Linked DNA regions of Mus musculus: region 2 is linked to region 1. A link is a contact called in public HiChIP or PLAC-seq data. All regions are on one chromosome and are shown on one strand. The core of a region is the stretch at or near the end of the contact, and the rest is flanking DNA. Distances in the headings are between cores, read along the strand shown.

Evidence for each region. HiChIP or PLAC-seq counts read pairs in DNA pulled down with a chosen protein or histone mark.
Region 2: an H3K4me3 HiChIP or PLAC-seq map of forebrain shows a contact between it and region 1, with 3 times the contacts expected there. The contact joins the enhancer-like site here to the promoter of C1qtnf1 in region 1. A contact is called at or near these places in 1 of 39 promoter capture datasets (embryonic stem cells), 3 of 115 datasets of contacts at active chromatin or transcription factors (astrocytes, embryonic stem cells and forebrain) and 2 of 9 other capture datasets (embryonic stem cells and macrophages).

The regions. Positions count from the first base shown.
Region 1 is chr11:118,426,073-118,430,213 of GRCm38.p6, reverse strand. It overlaps C1qtnf1 (C1q and tumor necrosis factor related protein 1), which reads right to left and starts at 1,757. Exons shown (of 4, transcript NM_001204129.1): 1 at 1,646-1,757. Gm35598 (a long non-coding RNA gene) reads left to right here and starts at 1,853. Exons shown (of 3, transcript XR_880340.2): 1 at 1,853-2,080.
Region 2 is chr11:118,938,593-118,942,733 of GRCm38.p6, reverse strand. No RefSeq gene overlaps it. Among named protein-coding and RNA genes, the nearest start is that of Rbfox3, 31 kb to the right of the region's middle. Within about 2 kb of position 2,008, at least 23 of the 459 cell types and tissues checked have an H3K27ac peak or open chromatin away from gene starts, as enhancers often do. A contact at or near this core is called in forebrain, where this site is marked.

The DNA.
Region 1 (4,141 bases), core at 508-3,007:
TTCAAAAGCTTGGTGTCTCCTGCCTGGGCAGAGAATCCAAGTTGAGCCCCGGGGAGGGAAGACACTATTTAGCTGGGATGCTTCCTGGTAGGCTGCAGGGCCTGGGCCAGGTAGGTCCTTAGGCAGAGCTGTGAGACACAGGGGGCACCGAGGTTCCCTTGTTCTCAGCCCTCTGGTTCCCTCTGCAGGTTTCCCTCCTCTCCAGTGAGCACTGGAGGGGCCTGGTAGAGAATACACAACTCCTCTCACACTCCTGTGCAGGCAGCACACAGTTGTTGCACTATAAAAAGCAGAGTCGGCAGTTTCTAAGGACGTCACTCACTCCCAGGGGGATCCCAATGACATTTCTCAGTTTTTCCTTTTTTTTTTTTTTTCATTGTTGTTTTCCTTTTCATTTGGTTACTTTGAAACTGCATCTCACTCTATTTTCCTTTGGTTACTTTGAAACTGCATCTCACTCTATTTTCCTTTGGTTACTTTGAAACTGCATCTCACTCATGGTCTCTGTCAGACCATGCTGTCTGGCTCAGGATGGCTCAGGCTAGGCTCAGGCTAGCCGCAGCCTTTCTGCCTCACAGTCTTGAGCCAACATATTCCGTGAAAATTAAAGTTGGTATTTGGTTGTGGCTGTTTCCAGTACTGGAGAAGCAACCCCTGACCTTTCACACGCTAGGCACTACACACCCTGCGTCTGATCCACATGCCGAACCCTGTTGTCAAAGCTGAAGAATCATGTTCTGTGGTCTCCATTCCAAGAAACAGGTCACAGGAACAGAAGGAGTCGGAGAGGCAGCTCCCTCTCACCCTTCCCAGAGACAAGGGTGGAGCCAGGAGTAGCTGGATGGGAGGAGGCTCTCCAGGGCAGGGAGCAGCCTGGGTGGGTGCATGAATAGATGGGGTGGGACTCAGGTTAACCTGTAAGTTACATCTTCACCCACAGAGATGCCCAGACTTGTGAGTCTAGGTGGACACAGGCTGAACAAAGGTCCTGGGGCATCTTAGAGTCTGCAGCCAGCCCTAGCTCAGGGCTACTCTTAGCACCATAGGCAGCTTTTTTCCTTCCCAGGAAGGTCCAAGGAGAAGGGATATTTGTTTTTTCCTGCCCAAACTGGATGTCCTCCAGGAACAGCGAGGCTGTTAGAAGAAGGGGCCAGAGTCCACACTTCCTGTTCAGTGTTGGGGTTCCAGCTGACCACTGACAGATGGGACAGACCTGATCCTAGCTGTCCCAGGTGATACGGACAGGCATGGGGTGGCACAAGCTGGGAACAGAGCTGCTCTTTCTCCTTCCACACCCTCTAAAGAGCATCCGGGTAAAAGAGAGACACCCCACAAAACAGTGGAAGAATGCATAGTTGGTCCTGTCAGCATCCTACCCGCTAAAGAGCCCGCCCCCTGCACGCTCCAGGGAGCCCCAACAAGCTGCCTCTCTGCACAGCCAATCTGTGCAGGGGGAATTAGCAAGAATAACTCAATGCTGTCCCCAAAACTTCTGCCCTGCTCTGTCTGCCCCTTTGCTGTAAGTCCACATCACATCTCACTCCAGAGAAAGCGTCTACTCAGTCACGCCTGGGCACCCAGATGAAGCCACGAAGACGGAGCTCAGAGGCATGGGAGTCCTTCCCGGTCTGTCCAAGCCACCTACCTCCTTCCAGCTGAGCCGGCTGTGCAATGAAATCCTCCAGCCTCTCAGGGCTCTCGGGGAGGCGTCTCTTAGAGCATCTCCCAGGGGCTGAGCCTTCTAGGCTAGGTCAGGAGGGGAAGCACAGACGTGTCAAAGCAGAGAGAGAGAGAGGGAGGGAGGGAGAGAGAGAGAGAGAGAGAGAGAGAGAGAGAGAGAGAGAGAGAGAGAGAGAGAGAGAGAGAGAGAGAGAGAGCCCGAGGGAGAAAAAAGTCCCCCAGGGGGAAACACTTAAGGAGGAGGAAAGGGGGAGGTGCAAGGCACAGCAGTCCCAACACCTTTATCTCCTCAGCTGCCTCCAAGGTCTCTTTGGCCAGAAACGGAAACGTGGTTTCTCTCAGAAGTAGAGGAAGAGAGGAAGAAAGAGGGACCAATACAAAGCGCCAACCCCAGCCAGATGTGAGTTGTGGAGGAGCCTAGACCGCTCCTAGTGCTTTCTATCCAAACAGCAGCCGCCAAGAATTAACTGTGTGTGTGCCCGGCTGGCTGGCTGGCTGACTGGCTGTCCCTACTTCTGGACGCCCCAGGGAGCTGGCACAGGCTAGAAGGGGATGGAGGTGGACGCTTCTGTTTATCTAGAGGTCTTTCCAGATGTGAAGGTGGCTGTGAGCCCAGGACGAGGATATTCCATGCAGGACAGAGACCTGCAAAAAGGCAGAGAATCTCAATTGGTGGTAGGAGCATTGATTTAGGTGTGTGAGTCCCAGCAGTGGTCCCATCTGAGACCCTTGCCATCAGGGCTACTTGTACTCCAGGGACCGAGGGTAAATTTGGTATCCATGATTCCTTTGTAGCAAAATGGCAGGTTGTGTGTTCATGCAAGTATGTATTGGAAGGGGATCACTCAGTTGCTAAGAGTCTAGAGAACCCTATGAGGCAAAGGTGGGCAGGCAGCATCTGGAGGGTCCAGGTCCTCCAGTGAAGCCCTGGAGTGTGGTGCTGGGCCAGCACTCTGCTCTGGACATTCCTTAATCTTACACACATGCCCTCGTGAGTCTCCTCCTGTGGGGATCATGTCCCAGGCTTCTACAGATCAGTCCCTCCTAGCCTCCATCCCCAAACACTGAGTCAGAAAGCTTGCTCTGGGATCTTATTACAACTCTAAAAGAGAGAGGATCTGAACTGAGATATGAAACTACCCTGGTGACATCAGACTCTGAGAGCGCCTTCTCCCTCCCCCTCCCTCTCCCCCTCTCTCCCCCCTTCTCCCCCTCTTCCTCTCCCCTTTCTTTTCTCCTCCCTCTCCCCCTTTCTCCCTCCTCCCTCTTTCTCTCCCCCCATCTCCCCCCCTTCTCCCTTCCCCTTCTCTCCCTCTCTCCATTTTTCTCCCTTTACCCCTTCCTCTCTCCTCTTTTTCTCCCTCCCTCTTTCCTTCCCCTCTCTGCCTCCCCTCCCCACCCTTCCTCCCCCTCCCACCCCTCCTTTCCTCCCTCCTCTCTCTAGGCAGGAGATGCTGGTTTGGGATAGCCCAGGCAAAACAAACAGGCTGCACTTTTCTACTCTTTGCTGTGCCAGCATAAAGAAGGGCCAACAGAATCGAAAGGGGAAGAGAAGGGGTGCAAGCCAGTGCCCCCATCATCTCCTCCCAAGGCTGGGCATAGAAAGGCAGACGTCAAATCCCAGAATGGCCCAGGATGGAAGGAGAAGAGGGAGGATTTGACGTCAGGCAGAAGTCTGTGAATTCCCACAGGCTTCTCCAGAAATTCCAAATCCAAGTGCCAACTCATGAGAAGGAAAGACATTGCTGGCCCTCTGGTACCCGGCGGAGCACTTAAGGACGCCTTCAAGAATACATAGATGTGTTCCACCAGAGATGTGGCCAGCCCCAACCTAGCAGCCCTGAGGAGAGTTCCTGTTGCTTGGCAAATATCTAAGACTGAGCAAATTGCATCCTTGGTTATCTATATAGGAAAAGGCAAAGACAAGATTCCCCTCATTCCTGTAAGTGACATGCCGCTTCCCACCCAGCACATGGACCCAGCCTGTCCCTTGTCTCTCTGTCCCCAACATCTTTCACAGTAGAGATGCCAGGGAGAGCAGGCAGCAGAAGCAAGAGGGACCCTTAACCCCACACCCCCTGTCCAGGGCTGCTGCAGGGTCAACAAAGAGTCTTGGAAATCTTGTGAGGAGAGAATGCAGCATTGCTTTTTATCATGGTCCCACCCAGAAGACTCAGCTTAGTGAAAACCTGGCTCAGAGCAGTACAGCAGGATTCATACAGTTGGGCATGTGACTCAGGAGAGGGACACACACACCCAAGATGGATTTAGGATGGAGGTTGGGAAAGCAGCACTCTCTAATGTAATTCTGAGATGCCAACCTGGGGGTCAAAAGCAGAAGAAAGGTTTAGAGATTCACCAGATGATGGTCAACTCCGCAGCTGGCTCATTCCAACAGGAAGTTCTGCATCCACCCAACTGGTTTCCAAACTCACAGGATTGGTGCCTCATGGACAAAGCC
Region 2 (4,141 bases), core at 759-3,258, 510 kb before region 1:
CAACTTTTCTTCTCTGTCATGGTCAGTCTTGCTTGGTGGCTTAACTGAATCTGAATCAGCCAGCAGACACAGCTCCAAGCAGACCTGTGACTTAGCAGAGAGGTTTACCTGAGGGGAAAGACCCTCCCTAAGACCTAAAGGGATCAGAGTGGGCTGCTGCTGCTGCTTCCTCTGCGTGCTGCCTTCGCTCCTTGCTGGTGAAGTGCATCTGAGCTGTACCCTCCCCACCCCCACCCCCACCCCCGCACCCTGTCCCCCAACTGCAGTTGCTGCTGGCATCAGAGCCTAGCCTCTGCAGCCTTGCAGCACGGACCAGTGTCTCTCCAGGAACCCCCACCCCACCTTCATACTGAATTCGTACTGCAGAGGTAACCAGCCTCATGGACTGAATAGCTGTGGGGTTCTTAGCCTCTCCAGTGTGAAGGCAGCCATTAATGGTTCTGCTCCTCTAGAGAACCCTGGCTGAGACACTCTTTAGTATTGTTTTAAAGTTGCTTGATTGTTTTTTATGTTTGGGGGTTTGCCAGGGGCACAGAAGAGGGAGTCGGATCCCCTAGAATTGGAGTTACAGATGGCTGTGAGATGCTATGTGGGTGCTGGGACTTGAATCTGGGTCCTCTGGAAGAGCAGCCAGTGCTCTTAACCACTGAGCTCTCTCTCTACCCTTGGTCTCTAGACTTAGGGCAGCATGCAACCTGTTCTCTGAATCTTTCCCGGGGTTACTCTCCTCTCATTTCAGTTCAGGCGTCTATGTTTGAACTAATTTTGCCTACATTCCTGCAGCACTTGCTCGCTAAATCCAGATCTGCTTCTTACTGTAGACAGCTTTAGAGGCATGGAGATTTTGAGTCAAGCTGTTTTTTTTTTTTTTTTTTTTTTCCTGGAAGCTTCTGTTTTGGGGGTTCTGTTCTTGGCATCATCATCCCAGGGATGGCTTAGATGTGTCATATGTCAACAGGGTTCCTGTGCTGGAAGCTTGGTCCCCAGGTGACGGGTGCTGGGGTCGCAACTCTAAGATATCATGGTTCAGGGGAACGCTGGTTAGTTTGTTTCCCTGCTCTCCAGCTCCTGGTCTCTTCTAAGGTATCAAGGTCCTCCCCCAACTCCCGCCCTGGTTACTCTGTTTCCCTCCTCTCTGGCTCCTGGTCTCTTCTAAGCTAACAGCCCCCACCCCCACCCTGCCCCGGTTACTTTGTTTCTCCTGGTCTCTTGACCTGGTCTCCTGTGTCTCCCCCTCACTCACTCTCCTGCTTTGATTCCTCCTCCCAGAAGCGACATGCTGAGGGCTTGGCTCCAAACTAAACCAACCCCTTCTCTTTATAAAGTACCTAGCCTCCAGTTTTTCATTAAAGCAATAGGGGTAAAAAGCCAATACTCTGTGCCCTTATTTTCATTTTTGGATGCTGAAGACTCACGCCCTTCAGTTGTAGGACGTTTTCTGGTACTCTTTCTTTGATAATTTTATCCTCTGTCTCAGTACGCTTTCTGGAATGCCTATCTGTCAGATGTTGGACCTCCTGGCTCCATAGTCTAACTCTTTAATTAAAAAGAAAAACAAAATCCAATTCCTATTGTATACGTCTTTGCTTTTGTTCTGTGTTCTGGGAACTTTCTCAAGTTTCCTTTCCCCTCAATGCTTCTATTGACTTAAATTTGCGATTTCATTTTTAGCCTTCCCAGCATCCTCCTTCCGGTTTCATGGATGCGCCATCGCTTCTGTGTGATGTTAATGATAGATTCTTTTGAAGCCTTCTCCTCTTTGCAAAGCGTATAGCCGCCTGTGTCATCTATTATTATGTCACAGATGACCTCCAAACGCAGTAGCTTAAGACAACAAATGGCTTTCTCTCCTGGTTTCCATGGCCAGGATCTGGCGGGGCAATGCGGGTGGCTCTGGTTCAGGGTCTCTTTGCAGCCAGCGTGTTAGCCAGGTTTGACGGGGACAAGGGATCTGCTTCCAAGCTCAGTCACTTGGTTGTTGGCAGGAGGCCTGGGTTCCTCGCCACATGCGCCTCTCCATATGGCTGCCTGACATGGAAGTTGGCGTCCCTCAGAGGGAGGGAGTGATCCGAGTGGAGGAGGGTGAACCAAGATGGAAGCTGTAGCGTCTCTCGGAACTCTTCTCTCAGAGGGGCATATCATCCTTGCCCCCATGTTCTTTTGGCCACACAGACAGCCCAGAGCCAGGGCCCCTGCTAGGCATGAATGAGGTAGGCAGCCATCGCAGAGACTGTCTACATAGCATTTTCTCTGTTTGCTGCTCATGTTGGAGGGTTTTCTCAAATATCCGGTCACCTGCCTGTGTCTCACGTTCGAGAGTGGTGTGTCAGGCTGACAAGAGGGAGAGCTTGGTGGCTGCTGACGTCTGACCTCTCCAGAAGCTGACCCTGACATAGGATTTGAGGGCAGGCAGTTTGCTTGGCGGTGGACAAGCATTCACAGGGATGGGGACATGGGTCATGAAGTGCATAGTACTGATACTGGCACTTTAGTCATCTGACGCCTGTGTGACAGTTGCCCCTGTAGGGACCTCTGAGTGGCCTACATTTTGTACCTCAGAGTTACCCCATAGGTGGTGGTGAAGCTGGAGGGTGTGCCCCAATTGAACCCATTCATTGATTTGGGGTAAATCCTGAGACCCTTTGCCAGAGGGCAGAGCAACTCTCTGAGATCTGAGGCAGTGCCTGCCAGTGGAGGCAGGAGCCGCAGCTGATGCACAGTTGTACACAGAAGTGGCTGAGAGCCACAGTGACCATGGGCTTCCTGCAGGTCAAAGGGTAGGCGTCTGCTTTGTGATGTATGTCAAGCTATTTGTAGGTTTCTCACCTAGGGAAGATGTGTACTCAGATCACATTGACCCGGGAATGGCTACAGATCTGGTTTTGAGCTGGAGTTGGCAGGGATAATGGTGGGAAGCTGCTGCTTTGGGCAGAAACTCCTGTTCATGCCTGTGTTCAGTGTGAGGCTGATATCAGGCACTGCACCCCAGACCTCCTCGGGAACGCCCACTGTGCTGACTCTGGAAGCATCGGAAGGCAGGACTGGGTCACTCAGGTGATGGTGTGTTGCGAGAGTCTGGAGGTCTCTGGACTCCACAGTATTGGTTGTTCTGCCCCATTCTAGGGTTGGGCTAGAGTGTTCTAATGGCTTATGTTCATTCAGTATCCCTTCAGGATATGTGTGACCCTGTGGGGAGGTGGCAGAGAGCTGACTTGGCCCATCTGATGACGGTGGTGTAGGAAGCAGCTATGTTTAGAGATAATGACTGTCTGTGCGGAGGTATTCGGCATCCTTCCTGGCAGGTGTTGCATTACCTAGAGACCCGGGTTCCTCACTTGTCTCTGCACTCAGTCCTGGCATGGCCGGGGAGCTTAGGACACTGAGGTGTAATGGCTATTCCTGCTTGTCAGCTTAACTACATCTGGAATGAAGTACAGTTCAGAAATGGAGGATACCTATGATCCAGATCAAGCCTGAAAGACACAGGCTTCGGACCTGGAACTTGACATGGAATGACACACACTTTTGATCCAGATCTTGGGCACAGTGGCCATGAAAAGCATAGGCCCAGACAAGGTAGTACATGCCTTTAATCTTAGGAGACTGAGGCAAGCAGATCTCTGAGTTCAAGGCCAGCCTGGGATAGAGTGAGTTCCAGATCCAGGTGTGGTGGTACACGCCTTTAATCTGAGCCACATCTTCTGATGGAGGCCTACATCATAAGGACATTGGAAGAAGAAGACTCGCTCTTCTTCGCCTGCCTGCACTTACTTGCCAGTACCTCTGTTGGAACCTACATCTTCGGGATTCCAGCTTACGCAGAAGACCAGCTGAGACACATAGCCTCATGGGACTGAGCAGCTACGAGATTCTTTGGCTTCCCAGTCACAGCTGCCCAGGGTTGGGTTACTTGCACTGCAGACTGTGAGTTATTACAATAAGTCCCCTTAATATAGAGAGACTTTCCGCGTAGATACAGGCGTTGTAAGCACAAGCAGCCATTCTCCTGGACAGAGATCTCCATGGAAAACCTCTGGTACCCAGGTCCACAATTCCATAAGTTCTGTGACTCTAGAGAACCCTGACTAATACAGGTGTCTGGAGGGAGAAGCTGGCCCCTGTCAGGGACTGTGTTCTTCAG